Linked DNA regions of Mus musculus: region 2 is linked to region 1. The links are chromatin contacts, called in public HiCAR-type maps. All regions are on one chromosome and are shown on one strand. Each heading gives the region's core, a stretch centred on a gene start, on an enhancer-like site or on the middle of the called end of the contact. The rest is flanking DNA. Distances are from core to core; before and after follow the strand shown. Region 1 overlaps Fars2 (phenylalanine-tRNA synthetase 2 (mitochondrial)). Region 2 overlaps Fars2 (phenylalanine-tRNA synthetase 2 (mitochondrial)).

Region 1 (5,942 bases), core at 1,754-4,253:
TGGTACCATGAGAGCCCAGTCAGTCACAGCTGCGGCCTGGTGGGCACAGTAGGTCTCTTATCTGTGGACTCATATTGCAAAGCTCCCAGGGGATTTCTGAACCTGTGGACAGTATAGACTCATATACATACTATGCTGCTTCCTACATATACATATCTATAGAAAAGATTATCTTATAAATTAGGAACAGCAAGATGTTAACAGTAATTTAAAAATCATAACTAAAGCTACATGGTACAATACAGGTACAAGACTGTGGACTGTCTAAGTGCTTATTCCAGATTAGACGTCATAGCCAAAATCAACTTGGGAAAATAAAGGCTTTACTTCATCTCCTGGTTATACTTGATCATTGAGAAGTCAGGGTGGAACTCGAGGACAACCCTGGGAAATCTTTGTCTGGCTCCCTCTCTAGCTTATGTCCAGCTATCTTTCTTTTACAGCCCAGGTCCACCTGCCTAGGGATAGTAGAGCCCACATAAGCCAATTAAACATCAAGAAAACACCCTCAGAAACATGTCCATAGAACGACGGGTGAAAGTAATCCTTCATTTGAACCACCCTCTCCCCAGATGTGTCAGACTGACTACAAAGACTGCCATCTCAGCATCTTAGCATATTAAGGGAGGTCTTCCAATCAGAATGATCTGAAATGACAATGGGTACTAGGGGGTGGCAGCAAAAAAATGAGAATATGCAAATTCATGGTTTATATCCCAGGTGGGAAGCAGTACACCTGCTGCAGGCTTCCTTCATCATGCTACTCAGAAAAATGGAAAGGAAAACTTATGGCAAGGATATGTAATTCATGACCACAGTTTCTACTACCTCCTCTTCATGTCAGAGGACAGAATCATTTGTTAGCAGACTCTCTTTTTACCACAAAAAAAAAAAAAGTTTAAAATGCTGAGATCCATCTTCAAAGATGATTCAAATGAAAAAGTAACACTAATTCAAGTCTTCTTGAAGCAGGTGAAATATTAAATCTGGGCTTTTGCTAATGACAATTCAATTCAAGGAAGATGCTGACAGACTCTAAGACGGGGGCTAGGCAGACACATAATGCTCTGGGGCCCCGCCCCACGTCTGTCATTTGTATTTTGGTACTTCAATTGTCTCATCTGTAAAAGAGCCTTTGAGGGGCCAATACAGAATGACCTCATTTCTATATAAGCCTGTTCTCTTCTTACTCAGTCCCTGGATTTGGGTTGAGAGTTGAGGTCTGACATACAAGGACACTGAAACATCAAGAGTGTCTCTGTGTGTGAAAATGCACATGTCTGTGTAGCTGCTACAGTGGGGGAGGTGGGGCCTCACAATGGACTGAAAAGGGCCTTCTCCTGGTCCCCATTCTTCCAAGCATCACACTCTTCCCTTCTCTTAAGGAGTAGAGTAGCCTCAGGTAGCTAAAGCAGCATGGCTAGTTGATGTCTCCTGAGACATGCAGTTATGGCTGTGTGAGTTTTGCTTACATTCTTTTGAGTTGTTATTTACCCTCAAAAAATCAGGTTGGAATGTAGCTAAAATTATGGTTCAAACCATAGTGATTCTCTTTTAACTATTCTGCAAAAAAAGTTTACATACATACATATATATACTACTCATACTAAGACGGCTCACAATGACATCAACAGTGAGGTAAGTAGTACAAGCTCCCTGCATATATATATATATATATTTACCCAAACTAAGTCCATGCGGAGGGTGTCGGCAACTGAGTTGTATGCATATTCTTTATAAGAGGCTATAATATCTATTGATATATCATCACAAGTAAGAACTGACAAATAGTGATAGAATTTAAAACATAAACAACTATGTATTATAAACTACTTTATCCTGCTGAAAGCCAAAGAAAGATGAATATCTGCAGATATACTTGAGAAAAAACCCTGCAGATACTCTTGAGAAAAAGAAAAAAACAAACAACAAAACAACAAAAAACAAACCTCTGCACCTGGCCTAATATTAGGACACAGAAGGAAGTGGAACTCACTTCTGGCTCCAGACTCCTCAAATATTCTAGGTCATACCGTATCCTCACTCGTGGTGGGATTTGGAATAAGGTCCAACAGGTTTTTAATAGAACAAATAAAAAAAATAAATAACTATGACAGCAAGAAAGGGGAAGGCAAACCTAGCACAGTCCAGACAACATGCTATGTAGGTCTAGGCCCAGTGAGGGTCCTCAAACAATGGAATAAAGGAAAGACTTGCATCCAGAAGAAAAATCAATCCAAATGTCCATGCCTTTCACCTGACTCAGGGCTGTGCATGATGATGCATCCTAGCCAGGAGGCAAACTAAAAGAGGTTCACCAAAGATATAATTCTACTGTATGAAATTTCATACAAGTGCTTTAGTAATTTCAAACAGTACCAATGGATGCTAAAAGCTATGACTTGAAGGTTTTTACAGTTTAAAAAAAACATAGGAATCCTCTAATACGTTTGCCTTAAAGTATATATGGACTCCTGTCTTACCCATAGACCTTAGCACCCTCAACTGGGCTCAGAGGGGAAAGGGGGTAATTCCAGGAAGGCACACCACAGTCTTCAAACAGAAATGAACAAGCTGGTGCTTGGTCCCTCACACTACTCATACTAAGACGGCTCACAATGACATCAACAGTGAGGTAAGTAGTACAAGCTCCCTGCATGCGCTATGTTACCTCCAAGCAGAACCATTTTCATGGCAGAGGGCTGGTTGCAAGATGAGCTGCTCAGTCAGCCTGAGAGCAGCATGGCGGTGCAAGCATTGGTTTCTCACCTGGGTCTGGGCAGAGCACTGAGAGCACAAGCAAGGCGTATAAGATAGCCACCTCCAACTAGGGGCTAGGAGACAGAGCACTCGGATTTGACTCCTGCGTTTGCCACTACTTAAAGATTTAGTGTTCTCTCTTAGAAGGAACAGGGGCAGTACTCAGGCATGAACCGAGCAGCTTGTGCACTCTATGTGAGTGGTCTACTTCTAAACCACTTACCCAGCCCCAGTTCTTAAGGACTCATAACCTTTGTGTCTAACCACCCTACACAGGAAGGGAAATGTCATTGCTCATTCTCCAACTGAGCTGTCAGGCTTTTATCAGTGAAACAAAAGTCCATAAAAGTCCCAGTAAAATGTTATATTCATCTAGAAAGTTCTTTCTGAGCCTAACACTCTAGAAGTCTACCTAGACAGGCTAAGCAATGTCCGACCACAGGAGTAGGTGATGAAATTATCAGAATGCCCTGTTGTACACACAGTCTTTGGGGTCCAATGTCTGAAAGCTCTCCTGTGCCAGGTCACCATCGATATGGAACTTTTCATGTGTTAATCACAGTCTAAGTATTTGAATTAACTTATTCATTTAAACCTTAAAAATACCAACTAAAATTAAATACAATAAAAATTAATTGCAATATTTAGTAAATGGAAACTTAGGTTAATTAATATTATCAAGGTCACCCTCCTGAAAGAGTTGAAACTCTGGCATGCTGACTTAGGAGCCCATATTCCTAATCACTTTACTTTATGTCTTGAAGATGCTACAACAAGACAAGTGATATATTTTCATTGATCATGCAAGTAAGTCACGTTTCAGTCAAGTGAGGAGTACCAGGAAGGGAATGAAATGGGTGCTGGTATAGTGGGTGTCTGAATCTGGTCAAGTCAGAAGCTCAAAAACTGGTTCCTGGGACATATTCTCAGGAATGGCAGTCCTTGTGAAAACCAAGTCCAGAGAGGCCTCTATGTTTCACTTGTTTCTAGTACTGTAGATTGAACACTGGGCCTTCTGGATGGTATATAAGCTCTCTGCCACTGAGCTATGTCCCCAGGTCACCTACTGCTTTATTTTGCACAGGTTGTACTAAATTGCACAACATAACTTGAACAACCCTGTAGTCCAGGCAGACACTAGGTTTACAATTCTCCTGCCTCCATTCTCCAAGTAGTTAGGATTACAGATCTGTGCCACCTGCCTCAACCTCAATTGCTTATTTTAATTATGAAATCATATACTAAGTATTGGGAAGGCATATACTATCAAGGTTTAGATATACGAACTGTCCTGGACATGGTTCATATGCAATATCGTCAGACATAAGCATCAGAACACTGGTTGCCAGCCCTAATTATAATGAAGGGCTTTTTTTTTTTTCCTGGTGTCTTCACTCCTATATTTTCAGCAAACCCTAAAGATTTAATGCAAAGATCTAGCTCTCTACACTGATAATACTAAGTGACACTTAATATTCTACATTTTGAAATTGTACTTTCTTCTTCAGGAAGCAGATGCTCTTCTTCCTGCATCCCCCATTCCTCTCTAACACTCTTGGTGACAGTCCCTGCTCTGGCTGAGGACATCCCTTTTGCTCAGCCTTTCACTCATGCATCTGCCAACTCCAGTGAGTATGTTCTCACTGCTTCGTCATAACTTCTCTGCACCTGCAGCTGCTCTTCACCATCCATCTGCGGTGGACCTGCATGGCATTTTATAAAAGATTCTATTCACCTCCCCAATTCTCTTCATTCATTTATTTAGACATACATACATCAATTAAATTTTTATTAGTCAGTCATTGATATCTTCATATTGACTAGGACTTATCGATTGGATAGTCAACAAGACAGACGAGATCTAGCCCAAATAAAACTTAGATTCCAGTAAGAGTGACAGTAAGTAGTACAACAAGATAACCTATAGGTTGCTAATCTCATGAAGAACATAAAGCAGGCAATACCAAGAAAATGCTTTCTGCTCAAACAACAGGGTATCTGACAAAGAGCCTTGAGATGGAAGCAATCCCTCTTACCCTTTGCAGTTCTTCTAGGGCCACCTTCTCCCAGGTTCTGGCTTTAACTAGGCAACAGACTCAACACAGGTCTTGTTTGCTTCAACTCACAAAAAAATAAAAGAACAAATATCCTGCCCAGTGACTTTCTCCAAAGTAAGGAAATTTTCCCCAGAAGTCCCTGGTTGACAACCTCTTATCTCTCATTGGTCCAGTTGTGGGTCATTAAGTGACTTAACTAGTCAATGGTAACTTAACTAGTCACTTAACTAGTAACTTAACTAGTCACTTAACTAGTAACTTAACTAGTCACTGGTAAAAGGGAAGTTACTCTAGTTCCACCTGACCCATTAGAATCTCCCCTGTATGAGAGAAAGGAACACCATCGCCCAAACACCAAAGGGAAATTATAAAACAAAACTGGGGAACTATGAAATCAAGATATCTGGGGCAATGAAAGATTCTCTCTGACCTGAACAAAGAGAGAGAAAGGTGTCTCTGCTAAGCCCCATAAGAGTGTTGTGTTATCCACATGGGGAGAAACAAGATCAGTCACTTGGGACCCAGAAAAGAATAAAGGAAGATGAACAGAAAAGTCAGAAACGAACTGTGTGGGCCCCAAGTGCCAGTAGCTTTCTGGAAGCCCATGCTTCATGACATAGCCATTCCTATGTCATTTTACTGTGATCCAATTCATTGCCCATAGATGAAAGTCCAGACTGCTTGAGGCCATAATATTCCTCCTTATCTGGATCCACACTATGCTTGCACGTGTTCAACTCTTGTTCCCCTTAACTCATGGTTGAACATACCACACCACATTCTTGTACTACTCATGCCCAGTGTCCATTTCTCTTCCATCCTGGTCAACCAGTTCAAACCATGTAAGGAAATGGTGAAAAATCTAGTCTTTTGGCCATTGCTATCAGTGAACTGAGAAAATATTCAAAGACTTGTACCAGAAAACCTTGCAAAAAAATCTAAGGAAAAGTCACGTCTCCTGCCAGCAATATTTATGTCTTTGATCTCGTGTGCTTCCATAGCAATTGCCAATTCCCACTTTGAATACAGTTCCTTTTACTTCATCTATCTCTGTACTCTGGCTGCAGCAAAATACTATATTTCCCATTTTCATGTCCACTGTATGTGCTAGGCGCACTGCTTCAC
Region 2 (5,722 bases), core at 295-2,794, 160 kb before region 1:
GCTTGTAAAGTCACCTGAACGGGTACCCTTAGAAGTGGCTCTTAAAGACAGCTCAGTCTCTTCTTCTCCTTTATTCGCCTGGCAGAAGACCCAGGCTTGGTGCTCTTGTGGCTGATGAGGTGATACCCAACAGGTAGTCTCTTTCAACAGACTCAATTCTTGGGCATTCATAGATGCTTGGGTGACCAAGGAAGGTGTTAACTTCTTGAGTGGTAACTGTAATACTATGTTGTCAGCCTTGAATATAATATGTGGGGTCAACGTTAGTAATGCTGAGGGCAGGGAGAAAAGTAATAGAAACTGTAAACCTCGAAGCCTACCAAAGAATCAGCAGGGTCTCTCTCCAGCCAAAGTTAAGTGCAAGCTGCCTACTATTAACTGTAACAACATGATGAAGACAGCTAAAATTCTCTTACACTGAACTCTTAAGAATTTTTTCACAGAAGGTTTTACAGAGGCTTTCAAGGCTGTGGTAGACAAGATCCTGACAAAGTTTACTAATGTCCCTGTAGTAACTAACTGGTTTTCTTTTGTACAGGATCTGTTGATGGAAGCCAAGGTACACAGTGTTCAAGAACCATCAGTGAAGTCCACTTTACCAAAGATCTCATTACTACAGCTAGTTTGATGTTGATAAATGACTTGTGATTTCTTTCCAGCCCAGCATTCCCCTGTCTTTTAAGGTAGAAGATTAAGCATCTGCTTGGATTTGTAGCAACAGTGTAAGGTATCTTATTAGACTAGAACCTCCTTGAACATTCTATGTAGAATCACCATCACTACCATTGGAAACTTGAAACCCCAAGATGTGTAGCCTGTTAAAATTTATACACTTATGAAAACAAAAGCCAGGATTACATTTAGAGATGCCTTCAAAGCCATGCATTTAGGGCTTGGATGTCCACAAATGGAGAAAAACAAGAAGTGATCCGTCTGAATGAAGCCATGACAACTACGTAGTGAACGTCAGTGGCCTGAGCTAATGCATCTCAGTGATCCCGTTTACTCTGTGTCTTTAGTTGTTTGCACTGCCGGTGGGCCAGCCCTTCTGTACAACACCAAAACTGTTCTGGGTATCCCCAAGCTTCCGACGGCCACCAAACAGTACAGTTTCATCTATGTTCCATCCAGTACTACAAGAGTGAATGAAAACAAATTAAATATTTGCTTATGTGGTTGCTTAGAAAACTGAATATGAAACAGAAGACAAAGCTTGCATCATGAAAGCAAGTCATCACTGGTGAGAAGTGAAACTCTGCACGACAGGAGCTTCGAACGCTCCGATCATCCCTAGGGGAAAAAGGTAAATTTACACATCTCTCATCTGTTTTCTGAGCCATTTATTGTCAGAGTGCAGAGACTACTGAAGGGGCTGGGCAGAGGAACAGTAAGGAGAAGTGCTCTGATGGTGGGCATTAAAGGAATTCTGGCTGCCAAACATCACGTGGGAGAGAGTGGAAATCCCCCGCAGCTCAGGCAAGCCCCATAACCAGACATATTCCACATCAAAGCATTTCTCGTGCTCCATGAGCCTGTAAGCAGCAGCCAAAATATCTTCAGAGAAAATGGCTTCTGTCTTCCCCAACCAAGTAATATTAGGTGCATTTCCACCCTACACACACTGCCAAAGAGAAGGATGGCCAAGTGCTGCTGGCGGCCCCACCCGTGAATGGCTGATGTGGACAGACCGTTCTAGGAGATTGTCTTGCTCTGATATTTTGTTATTCTGTGAATTTTAGCTGCTGGCTCCATATTTGATATTTTATAGGATTTTCTTTTCTTAATGTCAAATGAAACGTCCTTTTCATTTTAAAGTTTGATTTGATTAGATATGATCTTAATCTTCCTCTACTCACTTTGTCTCTCTCAAGTGCACATGCCTGGTCCACAGGAACCACAGTCTAAGGACTGACTTGCTGCTGGTCCTTGCAGCTGGCAGGCTTCCTGGCACTTCAAGGACTGTCCAGGAGAGAAGTCAATCCTGTCCCTGTGCAGCCAAGCTGCTGACTTGGCTGACGTGAACTCACAGGGTGTTTAGGTAGTGCCGTTTCAACTCACAGTGCACTTGGGGAGGTGCAGCGGTCCTTGATGACAAAGTGTCTACTCAGTTACATTCTCTGCTCTGTGTAAACTGTGAAGCAGACACACAAAGGAAGACTAATGACTTAATTGTGCCCCTTTTCAGTTAGGAGCAAGTTTAAGAGGTCTTTGTACCACCCAATTCAGACCATTGTACACAGGAGGACTCCAGAGTGTTTTAGGGTTAGCTGAATGCAATCAATCAAACTCATAGCCTTTTAAATAAGTACAGCACTCTAGAGGGAGTCCATGAGCCTGCCATCCCTTCTTCCCAACTCTACCATGGAGCACTATGCATTTCCCCATATTCGTCAACACCCTAGCACCCCTCTCCAAAATTCGAAGGACATAACTATACCAGTACCTAACCTTGAAAAAGAGAAGACTCCATAGAGGGAGGAGACAAGCAAGCTCCTACCTGCAGGCTACTGCCTGGCTTTTCATTTATTCCTTCTGAGTTCTATCAGAGCATTGTATGAAGGAAAAAGGAAGGAAGGAAGAAGGGAAAGAAGGAAGGAAGGGAGGAAGGAAGGAAGGAAGGAAGGAAGGAAGGAAGGAAGGAAGGCAGGCAGGCAGGCAGGCAGGCAGGCAGGCAGGCAATACTTTGAGTTAAACCTCAGAAAGAATACTTAAAAGAATGACAAAAACACATAGTCATTATTTTTCTGAGTAGCTTCAAGAATTTTCTCTTTTGGCTTGTGAACATGGTATTGTGGTTGTGGCTCAGATTTCCTAGTGAGGAGAAAATGAATTCAGTGGACTGACTTCTGAGGAGCAATCAAGCACCTCAGCCGCACATACTCATGTCTCTGTAGCTCTGTAGCTCCTGTCAAAGCCCTCAGGGAGGTGTGGACTGAATCTCTAAGAAACCAAGTGGTATCACAGCCCCTGGGCCAGCCCTGTTAGCATTCGAGCAGTGCGCACCAGAGTGAGATGGACCACAGTTGAGATGTCAGCCCAGAAGCCTCTAAGTACCCAGTGCACTTCATCTGCCCATCTGCTGTTCTGAGCTGAGGCTCCAGATGATCAGATGATCAAACTGAAAGGAGACTCTGAGGGAAGCCATAAGCATCCTAACCAGCTGAGAACGGGGTGGGCACACTCAGGCAATAGCCCATGACTTTGCTTATGTGTCAAGAGGTCTTGCTTTCTCACACAGAACTTGCTACGTTTTCTCCAAAGTTGAAAGGAAGGAACTTTTTGTAATTTTATTATTCCAGTCCCGGAAGCCTCCAGCACACTCCTCTTTCATCACGTATTGTCTCTTTAAATAAACCAACAAATGTTTCACAGTGTAAGAAAAGAAACAGGAAATAACACATGACGGGACTAAACAAAAACAAACGAGAGAAATCATTGCGACATGGCACTCTTTTGTGGGGCAGGTGTCCCGGAGCCACCACAGAGCAGACCCATGTAGATCTGCAGAGAGCACAACCATGCATCTCTCATGTATACTGATGCAGTGCCTGTTCTGACGAAGCTCGCTGGTGCCCAGAGGGCAAACATGACTGAGGTGAGGGTTCCATCCATCTCATGACTGAGAACCAAGCGCAATCCACTGTCCACTCATTCATACTTAGTCATGGCTTCTAGGCCACTCTGTGCTGCTGACAAGATGCTCTGATGAATCAATAGGCAGATTCAGCACTGAGATAGAAATCTGCAGGGAACTGTTGGAACAAGAGGGAGCATCCGTACTTCCCAGGCATGGGAGTGTAAAGGAAGCCCTTACTCCTGACCTGCCCCTGGCCCCTAGGACAGCCTTGGCTGCTAGGAGGACATTTCCTCTATGGGACAGAAGGAAGGGTCCACTAGATTATCAGCCACTCAGATGGTCTCTGATCCAACCCCCTTTCTGTTCTTCCTATGTAATCGATTTCCACTTACAACATAAAATTAGCATAGAGATGAAAAGTATTCCAGAGAACTCAAGAGTGAACTGACATAGGAGACATAGAAAGTTTTCCATTTCTAAAATGAAACAAAACAAAACAAACAAACAAATCCTTTTCTTTGAAACTCCACATCTGCCACTTATTTTGTGTTGAGTTCTCAGTGAAGTTGTCAACAAACAGCTACACTGGGAAGGATGAAGAGGAGGACTGGGGTGGGGTTGGAGGAGGGATGAAGGGATGAGGGCAATGGGATGAAGTAGGATGACTAAGAGGAAAGGAGGGGCAAGGGCAGAGGAGGAGGGGTTGGGGAGGAAGGAGCTGAGGAGGCCAGATGGGGAGGGTGAGGAAGAGAGTCAGGGAGGAAGGAGCTGAGAAGGATGGATGGGGGGTGAGGAAGAGGAGTCAGGGGAGGAGGGAGCTAAGGAGGATGGATAGGGAAGGGTGAGGAGGTAGAGAAGGATGCTAGAGGGGAATAGAAAATGGGTACAAAGGAGGAGGGCTGGGGTGGGGAGTGAAGGCAGAGTAGGGCTGAGGGAAAAAAGAAGGGATGTGGTGGAGGAGGAGGAAGGAAGGAAGGAAGGAAGGAAGGAAGGAAGGAAGGAGGAGTGGGTGATACAGGGGGAGGGGGAGAGGAAGGAGGAACGGACAGAGGAGAAGGGCCTATGTGGAAAGCCAGTTTGGGATGAAAGAGGAAGGGATGAGGGGAGGTAAGGATGAGGCTACAGAACAGGGCTGGAGGGGAGGAGTGGCAGTAGAGGAAGCCGGATATAGGGGGAGGAGGGCTGGGCAGAACAGGGAGGCCAAGAGGAGGAAGGACGGGGAGAGGAGGGCTTCAGGGAGGGGAGGGGTAAGAAGGGCTGAGGAGGGCAGGGATGAGGGAAGCTGGACTGACAAGGACTGAGAGACTTATGGGGAGTTGCCAAAGAGGGAGGGAGCTCTAGAGGGCAGAGAGGGATGGGGGCTCAGGATAGGAAATATGGGCTGTGACAGGTCCATCTACAGCGGATAGTGAAGTGCTCACTGGCATGCACATGGTGGAGGCAGTCCATCCTCCCGAGTAAACAGGTACAAACCAGCTCTGGAAAAGCTGTCTGGATGTTTGCTGGGTGGGACCTGCTCCAGTTTGGCTCTATGTCTGGCTTTGGCTTTCCTGAAATCATTTCAAAGACATCTTCACTGCTCTTTGGCCAGGATTTCTCAGCTCTGGGCTGGGAGGAGTGACAGGTGTGCCCTTGCTTGCACCAGCTTCTGTGTCTTCACAGGGTTTCCCACAGTCCTCCTCTTGGCTATTTTAAGCTCTTCAGTTCTTCCCACCCTTTCTTCAGTGGATTGCTTTTGCTTTCAGGGGAAAATATTCCCCAAGTTACCACTGATAAAAGAGTCTACTGAAGGCTGGCTTTGGGATGGCTGGGAGGTAGGCCTGCCCAGGGCCAGTGTCAGGCCCTTCCAATTAGGGAAGAACAGGGTAGCTTTGAACAATGTCACATTCCCATGTTAAAGGATTCCTCTCCATATACAAACATGCTATAGAAATTCAAACATTTTATTCCATTGTTAAATGGGTTAAAGGGCTAAAACACAGGTACTTTTATCAGTGCCAGGGTGGCTAAAAATGCTTCTAGCATCAAAGGGGTGTGTGTGTGTGTGTGTGTGTGTGAGAGAGAGAGAGAGAGAGAGAGAGAGAGAGAGAGAGAGAGAGAGAGAGAATGTGTGTTTGTGTAATTTAAAGGACTAGACACTGGTTG

Evidence for each region. HiCAR-type assays count read pairs that join an accessible place to other places.
Region 2: a HiCAR-type map of Th17 cells shows a contact between it and region 1, with 3 times the contacts expected there. The contact joins two enhancer-like sites. A contact is called at or near these places in 1 of 15 datasets of contacts at CTCF or cohesin (the NIH/3T3 cell line), 3 of 484 Hi-C or Micro-C datasets (Th1 cells, liver and neural progenitor cells), 1 of 115 datasets of contacts at active chromatin or transcription factors (Th17 cells) and 1 of 9 other capture datasets (embryonic stem cells).

Annotation. Positions count from the first base shown.
Region 1 is chr13:36,285,007-36,290,948 of GRCm38.p6, reverse strand. The region is part of intron 4 of Fars2 (phenylalanine-tRNA synthetase 2 (mitochondrial)); the gene reads right to left. Among named protein-coding and RNA genes, the nearest start is that of Gm40912, 80 kb to the right of the region's middle. Within about 2 kb of position 3,003, at least 7 of the 459 cell types and tissues checked have an H3K27ac peak or open chromatin away from gene starts, as enhancers often do. A contact at or near this core is called in Th17 cells, where this site is marked.
Region 2 is chr13:36,444,408-36,450,129 of GRCm38.p6, reverse strand. The region is part of intron 6 of Fars2 (phenylalanine-tRNA synthetase 2 (mitochondrial)); the gene reads right to left. Among named protein-coding and RNA genes, the nearest start is that of Gm46409, 170 kb to the left of the region's middle. Within about 2 kb of position 1,544, at least 22 of the 459 cell types and tissues checked have an H3K27ac peak or open chromatin away from gene starts, as enhancers often do. A contact at or near this core is called in Th17 cells, where this site is marked.